Regions from separate parts of the Danio rerio genome. Here region 2 is linked to region 1. Evidence: chromatin contacts called from public Hi-C data. All regions are on one chromosome and are shown on one strand. The core of a region is the stretch at or near the end of the contact, and the rest is flanking DNA. Distances in the headings are between cores, read along the strand shown. Region 1 has its middle 310 kb from the start of efnb1. Region 2 has its middle 120 kb from the start of efnb1.

Region 1 (4,521 bases), core at 1,278-3,777:
TTTATTAACATATAATTATATATGTATACAATGATAATATGTTATTACCAGTGATCATTGCTGCTGTTGTTGTACACTAAAAAATAAAAGGTTCTCTATTGGCTTTGATAGTTCCATAAAGAAGCTTTAAAGGGCACCTCTTTTAACTGCATTTTCACGATTTAATATAAGACTTTTGTGTCTTCACATCAGATTGTGTCTGTAGAATTTCAGCTCAAAACAACCATCAGATTATTTATTATACCTATTAGCATATTTAAAATTTTCACCCACTTTTCCCACATGTCATACAGAGTGTGCACTTGCTGCGTCAGATAAACAGCACAGTGACAGACATGAAGGAAGCACATCTCACATAACGCTTGTGACAAATACTACAGTAAGAACTTTCCCAATTATTATTTGATGTGGAGTTATTTTAAGGCTTTCTGTGATGATAAGGTACACACAATGCCGTTACAAAGTTTGTGCGCGCACACACACACACACACACACACACACAGACAGCGGACACACAGTGCGCACATTGTACTTTGCACTGTTCTTGCATTGCAAATGTGACTGGATACACAATAATATCCACTGCTGTATGGATCTCCTTTATGTTATTGTACAAAATAAACCTGAATTAACGTCCACAAACCGGGATTAAAGTGCCTTCTTTTCTAATTGTACTTGTAAAACTCATTCTTGACCACATTTGATGATGATTAATGATCACAGCGAGCTGAACAGATCCTTTAATCCTGGTTGCTTTGCACACGTCCTGTCTTGTGCATATGTTCATACAAGTCACTACCGAGACATGTTAATACGCGGCTGTCAATCAATTTCGTGGGTGGGGAAACTGTACTCCTACATGTTGCAGTGGACCTCAAACTGGGAGGGATTTAGATCCTATTTTAACGTCAGAACATTTTTAAAAAGAGACTTATTGGCTTTATATCACCCACTATGACTATGGACACACAATTAATACCTACACATAGTTCTGTCCAAACGGCTTACAAAAGATTTTCACTATAGGTGCCCTTTAACAACCAAAGAATCTTTCATTTTGGTGTGAAACAGCATTATAGGTAATTAGGGTTGTTTACATTTAAGAAGTTAATATTTTAAGAACTGTTCAATGAAGATTCATTTTGGAATCCAAAATGGTCCTTTTATAGATTTTAAAGAGTGTATTACTGCTTTGTGTGTTTTGTGTGCGTGTGTGTGTGTGTGTGTGTTGAATGACCCCTCAACTTGAGAAAACATTCAATTAGATTTACAAAATTCCAGCGTTAATAAAGGAGAATCTGACATTCAGAGAGCCGCCCACCCTTCTCCCTTTCTCACTTCTCCACTCCTACTCTCAGTATTGTGTGCACTAATAATAGGCATTAAAATGAGTTTCTGATGCCTGTCTTCCAAATGCCACGCTGGGGATGAGCGATCGTTCAACAGAAACGATTAGATAATTACACCATCCTCTCGCTGTGTGACTTCACACACACACACACACATATTGATCTTCTGAATGATCACCGTACAGTAAATAAACTTCAGCTTCTCAGTGGCTTCACCCTTAAGTGATGATGACACTGCATTGTCTTAACATTCATCATTTGAGATTTCGAAAGGATAATTGTTAAAGGAGCACTCTCTTATCTGTTGCAGAGCAGTGGCATGTGCATTTTTAATGTTGAAAGGAACCATTAGGGGGCAGTGCACGTATGTTTCAAAGTGATAATGGGCTGAAGTGGTCCTCTGGTTAAAACTTATCTGTCAATATTTGCACTTCACAGGACATGCAGACACAAAGGCAAACATAAAAAAAAAACTATATGTTAATAAGCGCCAGTGTAATCTGTAAGCAAATTGTTGTTATTGTTAAAGAGGAAGTTCATCCAAAAATGAAAATTTACTCACCACCCAACAGTTTCAAGCCGGTGTGAGTATCTTTGTTTTGATGTAGAGAAGATATTTTGAGGAACATGGTCAGCCCACTTCAATACATAACTTCAGAACATAACATTTTTTGGTGACCAACATTCTTCAAAAGATCTTTTTTGTTTTTGTAAAAGTTTGAAACAACTTTATGGTGTGTATATTTAAATTTTTGGGGTGAACTGTCCCTTTAAGGCCTGGATTTTGATAACATAATTTTGTTCCTTCAGCAATTTGTAGGTTTGTTTGTGAAAGCTTGTTTGCTGCATGTTTTGATTTGAATTCCTGTTTGTTTTGTCTGGTTCAAAGTGAAGCTAGTTTGACCTATTGCGGTTCTACTCCACTTTGGAAAGCGGAGGTCAATCTGCATTTTCAGTATGATGTCAGGCAAGTCTGGAGTTAAACTCCATTCTCCCGCTCGGTCCTCCCAGTGTGTGCCCCCCCTTCTCTCTCTAGGTTGCGCCGTCAGCCCTTTTGTTCCAGTCTCATTGTAATGCGTTGGTGTGGAAACGATGCTTTCTGACACCTGGCCCACATGAGCCAGGCCCAGTGAAACAGACCTCATCACCACCAATCAGATCAGCTCTCCCACAAATCACAACCAATCAGATCACTAGCCTCGCAGACACAGCCGACGCCACAGCGACCGCCGACCTACTTGTGCTCTTAAAGGGACAATACGCTCTCATCTACAAAGCCCTGCACCCACCAGCACACACGGCTGTTTAGCGACTCCTTCATCTGCAAATGATGTACTTTTATCTGTTGATTGTCTGAACGGAGTTTGCACAAAAAGAATCCATATTTTCAATTTAAAACTCATTTCCAAAATATTTAGGTCTCTAAAACTCGAAACAGATCATGGACTAAGAATCCAAGTGTCATAATTGGTTGAGAGATTCGTTGTTTAAATGGAGAATCAGTCCATTGTCCTCATCTTTTTATTACTTAATTTATAGAAAATATCAAGTACAAAAAGTAATCAAAACTTTAATATATAGTAATAACATAATGATTAATTAGATTCTTTGAGCACTATAGGAATAGTAAAATTATTTTTCACATATATAAAGTTGGTCACACTTTACAATAAGATTTCATTACTTAATGTATTTGGTGATATGAACTAATCATGAACAATACAAAAAAATAAAAATAAAACTGGGCACAAAGTAACACTTTTTGGTTTTGGCCAAATAATGAACAAAGTAATGGGCTTAGACAAACCATTTTTTCCCCAACAACACACAAGCCACTTCAATAAATGGTTTCTGTGCAGTATTGCCAAAAGTGCCAGGAATAAAAATGTTACTGTTTACCCCACCTGTGGGGCAAGATGCAACAGACAGAGGGTTAGTTGTAACACATTACAAAATTCATTAAATCATTTTTTATCTTATAAAGCACAGCATGTTTATTTATTTATCTATTGGATAAACACATTTGGATTTATTTGCATTATTATCCATTATTATACAATGCATTTATTTGCATTATTAGTAATAACATTTATATTTTCTATTAAAAAATATATTTTATTAAAATACATTTTTAACATAAAAGGAATTCAATATTACACTCAAAATTCAACAATTATTTTGTTGTTTAATTGGTGTCCAACAATGTGTGACTTATTTGTAACACCATGTTACAACTAACCTGCGGTGACCTTTTTTTCTTTAAAACTGGCTAGCATTCAGTGTTTTTTTTCTATTTATTTTTTTTTACATCTTTTAAAACGGTTAAATTTTTTAGCCAAGAAGACGGTAACTACAACAATATACAATTTCATTTACATACTTTCACAGATTTAAATTTTTTTCCCCAACTATTTTAATAATTGGCAGGAAAACATTTGCTGACACTGTGGTCAAAACCTCAAAAGCACGCCATGGTTAACCCTGAGCAAATCCCTTAAAACTCTGCATTACGTTTTACCCTGCGTTACTTTGTGGCCCACAGCATTTATAAATGCCTTATCCAAAATCCAAATTTATACCTGTTAACATTAGTTAATGTACTGTAAATTAACATGAACAAACAATGAACAACTGTATTTTTATTAAATGTTAACATTAACTCTAGTTTAGGTCACGATTCATGCTATTATAATTATTATATTAATACTACTGGCTTATTACCTGCCTAATATTAAGATACTAACTGTTCATTACAAGTTATATAAAGTCTGATCTTATTTTGCATCCCTAAACCCAACTACTACCCTAACTATTAAATGATTACTTAATAGTATCAAGAGTTCACACTTAGCTGATGATTGATTATAAAGCTTGTTTTTCCCAGGAGAGAGCCCTGAGCTCATAAGATCCTCGAGCCCGGGGCTCCCTCCAGTTTGTAAGGCTAGAGGAGAGTTTGAGCTCAGGTAGATCTCAAGAACTTCCCTGCTGTAGTAGCTAATGAACAGATAGTGATTGCTCTTAAGAGATAACTACTTACTAGGTGCATGTCTATGGTGCCTATTTGAATTAGTCAATTAACTGAAGTTGCATGTTTTTGGACAGGGTAAACTCACGTGAGCATGGGGAAAACGTATAAACTCCGCACAGAAATATTGGCTGACTTGGTAAAGAC
Region 2 (4,905 bases), core at 264-2,763, 190 kb after region 1:
CTGAGTAAACGCTCGAACAGCGTCTGGGTTCCATTTTAGGCGAGCGTTGTTAGCTTTTACCATGGCGGTAAGTGGATCAGCGACTGAACTGAAGTTTCTTATGAAGCGCCTGTAGAAGTTAGCAAAGCCCAGGAATCGTTGCAGTTGTCTTATGGTTTCGGGTTGTGTCACGAAGTCGACCTTTTGCTGGTCCATGGCCACGCCTTCGGGGCTGATGATGTAACCCAAGAACGAAATGCAGGTCTGATGGAATTCACACTTGGAGATCTTTGCATATAGCTGGTTCTGAATGAGGCGTTCGAGCACTGCCCTGACGTGCTGAATATGCTCAGATAGTGAATTGGAGTAGACCAGGATGTCGTCAATATACACTATGACCCATTTGTTGAGCATGTCTCTAAATACCTCATTTACAAAAGCCTGGAACACGGAAGGACTGTTTGCTAGGCCGAAGGGCATAACGAGGTATTCATAGTGGCATAAAGAGTGACATAAAGAGACTGGTGGACACAATGTTATCAGCACAAGTCTATTCTTGGTTTAAATATATTTGATTGCAATAAAGATGTCGGAAGTTTAACCTGGTGCTATAAAATCAATCTGCTGCAGCTTATGCTATTGCTGTGCTGTTAATCTAACATAAACACACCAACCTATGATAAAAAAAAAATTAATACTGATGGTTTTTTATTTGCGTGTTGCTGTTTTTTAATATTAAAAACTACTTTTTTATCTTCTGTGGGTTACATTGTAATTCTAATAGTTTAATCAAATTTATGTGAATTAGAAATCCCCATGGGACCCCCAAGGGGATCTTGACCACCCCATTTTATGAACCATTGCTCTACACCACGGTTCAAAAGTCTGTCATCTGGAAGATCATTTATTTTATTTGTTTGTTTTATTTAGTGCTTTTTTGATAATTAATTTTCTTTCTATATATTATTATTATATAATTATTATATTATATATCACTATTTTTTATTTGATTTTTTTCCCTCCCTTGTGGTAAACTGCCATTACCACAAGATGATAAGCATGTGAGAAATGCCTGGTTTATGTAGTAAAAGCTCCAGTAATCCAGGCAGCACAGTCATACAGTAATTTGTGGTGATCTGAGTGTTTCCGGGCAAATCATAAACTACTTTTATCGCTTCTTGCTGTTTTCCCATAACAGCCCAGTTAGCAGTTTTAGATGCCTGACATGCGCTCTAAATGGCACATTGACATTAATGACAGGATTTCTCTTCGTTGATGGCCCGTCTCGTTATAATTATGGCAGTTTTTTTATCCAACATCCTCAAAATTTTATGCATTGTCTTTTCTCGAGCCATAAACGATGCATCCGGCAATAAGACTGCAGTTTAAATGCATATGGTGCGGTGAACTGGTTTTTCATCCTCCCCCCTCTTCTTCAAAATGAACAATGACTCACTTGAGAGATGAATGATGAGTCACTGGAGACGTCTTTGTCTTCTTTCTACTTAGCGCAAGGTTTGTGGAAGTGTTTTTACTCTCATTTTGGAGCACATCACAGGCGCTTCAGATGGATTTTGCAATGCTCGCCACGACCCTTTGTCATTGTGGGTGGAGGAGGCCGTTGAAGAGTGTCTGATGGATGGCGCTCAGCGTGGGGTAAACACAACGTTTGGCATCTGTGTCAGACTCACAGTCATTGGGTGCAGTTCTGCCAATCCTCTGCTGGCTCCTTTGATATGAGCCGAGGGCGACGCTCCCTCGTGGGTGTAGCCTCATCATGTCGTCTCTTTGTTTTCCCAATGAATCCATTAAACAAACCAATGGAAGCTGTTGTATTTTTACACTGCCAGTTGCGTCACGCTGCAGCCTCTCCGTTCTTCATATAATCCCCTACAAGTCATTTACTGTACACAGATATTTTGAAAAAGCATCTTAGGTTTTTATAGGATTAACATTAATAATGATTCTACAGTGCATTGCGTTGAAGGATGTAGTGTTGGGCTGAGTATGAACAACCTAAAAGAAAACAATTTTTGCAATATTTCACATGCACAAGTCCAAATGTTCAAACTGCAGACTTCTGGTGTTTTTATGACCAGTACCTTTCATTGATCCAGTTGTCTAAGAGCAAAAAGGCCCTAAAAACATGATCTGTTTGCAGCTCTCTTCCTATTTTAATGACTTGTAAATCTCAACTGTATACAGTGCTTCCCACACATAGACTTCACTTGGGCGGGTCACCCAGGCATATTAATGGCCGCCCAAGTATATTTAGTAACTCTTTTTTTTTTACTATTATTATCATCCTTTTACACTTTTTTTGTATCCGCCCAATATAAACAAGCATCTTCTCTCCTTGACTCATTTCATACTGCTTGTTCTGTGTGCGTGAGAACTGTTAACACTCCCACAGACAGACAGTCTCACATCTCTGTAGACCCACAGGGACCGACACCTTTTTTGCGTTTGTTTGGTGTTTCTAAATCTACTAAAATGTCTGGGATTTGGTTTTGCTTTCATTTTCTAAGCTGTCACGTTTTTATGCACACAACCGCAAGAGAGACACTAAATAATTCATTTTTTAATCTAAACAACTCAGAAAAACTTTACTTAGCACTCGGAGAGAATGAAATTACATCTAAATTGGCTGCAAAATATTTGTACATCATTAGAAATGGGTAATCAACTCATTTGCATTATTTAATCTTCTATATTCTTGTAATGAATACTTTTTTTTAGAGATATAGTCTGATTTTATTGCTTTTTTCTGTAATTTAGTTCTCATTTGCTGTATATTTTATTAATTTTATGATGTCAGTATATTTTGTCTAAAATGCTTTGGCAATACTGTACAAACTGTCATGCCAATAGTGCAACCTGAACTTGAATGAGCAATAGAAAGAAGCAGATTTTACCTGTCAATGGGTGCACATGGCTCCTAAAAAGCATAAAAGAGAAATAGTGGATTTTTAAAAATTTATTTTAAGTCATTTTTTTTCACTTTTTTTTTTACCTTAACCTATTGAAAAGAAATAGCTTAAAACAGATAATAATAAAAAATTGTGTTAAAAATCAAATTTTGTTTTGTTTGTTTGCATATGACTATTTATGTGTTGTGGGTAAAAGGTGTTTCAATGCGGCTACTCATATACTGTGTATACACTTGAAGACAAATTTATTTGCCCCCTTTGATTTTTTTTTTCTTTTTTTAAATATTGCCCAAATGATGTTTAACAGAGCAAGGAAATTTGTACAGTATTTCAGATAATATTTTTTTCTTCTGGCAAAAGTCTTATTTATTTTATTTTGGCTAGAATAAAAGCAGTTTTTAATTTTTTAAAAAAACATTTTAAGGTCAAAATGTTTTGCCCCTTTAAGCTATTTTTTGATAGTGTACAGAACAAACCATTGTTATATATATATATATATATATATATATATATATATATATATATATATATATATATATATATATATATATATATATATATATATATAGTAATGTAAAGTAAAGTAAAGTATAAAGTATACATGTAATCTCCCACAGCTGCATGTTGTGATTGTGAAGGGAGGGTGTGAAATCTGGAAGATATAACAGCAGGGATCTTATGATATCAAGGCTCTGAATCACTGACCCATCTGGAGAAGTCATACAACATAAATAAGCTGAACGCCCATTACGACACCAAATCAACTGGTGACTGTAAAGCAACTAAAGACGCCACATGAAAGTCTCTGTTAGCGCTGGATAGAGCTGATCGTAAGGCTACAGTATCCACGGTGGAGTAATAACTAATAATTCCCCAGACTGCAGGTTGTGTGATTCATGGGCTGAGGGATTACCATCATTGTCTGTTGCTTTAAGGTGTTACGACACTTAAGGGCTGGATCACATGATTGAGCGTGTTTTATGAGGATCTCATTTTACATTTAAATTATTAAGCCTCAACTCACAGGCATGGTTTTATCTTGACAGACTAGTTGAAGTAACAGATGTCATACTGATTTCCCTACCTGATATTCTGGTGTTATTAAATTTTATTATGTTTGCATATTGGTAGCATTTAACCTAAAGTTCTCAAATTGATTCAGTGTGGTTAGATCATATATTTTTATATGTTTGAAATTATTGTTAGCACCTGTTTTACAAGAATAAGTTGTGCAGTGTTTAAAACATAACAAAAATGTCATAAATATTTGTTTTAAGTCATAAATATTAAATATTACTAATATTATGCTTGTGCAGTTGCAAAAAAAGGTGTGTTGAGCTTGCTCAAAATTCATATTAACTGAAATGAACAACTTTTTTTAAGTTGTTAATATTTCTTCTGAATTGAAAATGGCAGTTTCTAAACACTTACAACAAATAATACAAACTGAATTGTAATGATTTTATTTCAGTCATAAATGTTAAATGTAAAAAAATAGCTTAAACAGTTTCTCAAAATACATAAAAATAAAATGTCTTGTCAAGAAACTCAAAATTAATTAAAAAATAATAACTACACTATAACTATATACTTATAATATTTATATAATTATTAAATTTAAGCTAAACATGTCTAAAAGTGAAGCAAACAAAAATTGAAATTTTTCTCTAAAAAGTAGTTACTTAAAATAAATATCAACTGAGATAAAGTGATTTTATTTCAGTCATGAATATTACATATTTGTAAAAATATGTAATATATTTTATATATTAAAAATAAAAAATGTCAAAATGTCAAGTAACTCAATTGACATGCACAGAAATTAGCTGTTGTACTCAAGTCATACATATATTAAAGTATGTATAAAATAATTCCATTTAATTTATATTTGTAAATATTGGACAATTTTAAGTGCTTTTGAATAGCTCCTGGCATTTTCAAATTTTAATAACATCTTTTAATACTAAACCTGCTCTTTACCAGTTGTTTTTTGGTG

What was found. A called contact is a pair of places that touch in the nucleus more often than the background predicts.
Region 2: a Hi-C map of an unstated tissue shows a contact between it and region 1, with 2.6 times the contacts expected there. The contact joins two enhancer-like sites. A contact is called at or near these places in 2 of 18 Hi-C or Micro-C datasets (caudal fin and an unstated tissue) and 1 of 4 datasets of contacts at active chromatin or transcription factors (caudal fin).

What each region holds. Positions count from the first base shown.
Region 1 is chr5:36,920,369-36,924,889 of GRCz12tu, forward strand. No RefSeq gene overlaps it. Among named protein-coding and RNA genes, the nearest start is that of efnb1, 310 kb to the right of the region's middle. Within about 2 kb of position 2,528, at least 41 of the 62 cell types and tissues checked have an H3K27ac peak or open chromatin away from gene starts, as enhancers often do.
Region 2 is chr5:37,107,643-37,112,547 of GRCz12tu, forward strand. No RefSeq gene overlaps it. Among named protein-coding and RNA genes, the nearest start is that of efnb1, 120 kb to the right of the region's middle. Within about 2 kb of position 1,514, at least 13 of the 62 cell types and tissues checked have an H3K27ac peak or open chromatin away from gene starts, as enhancers often do.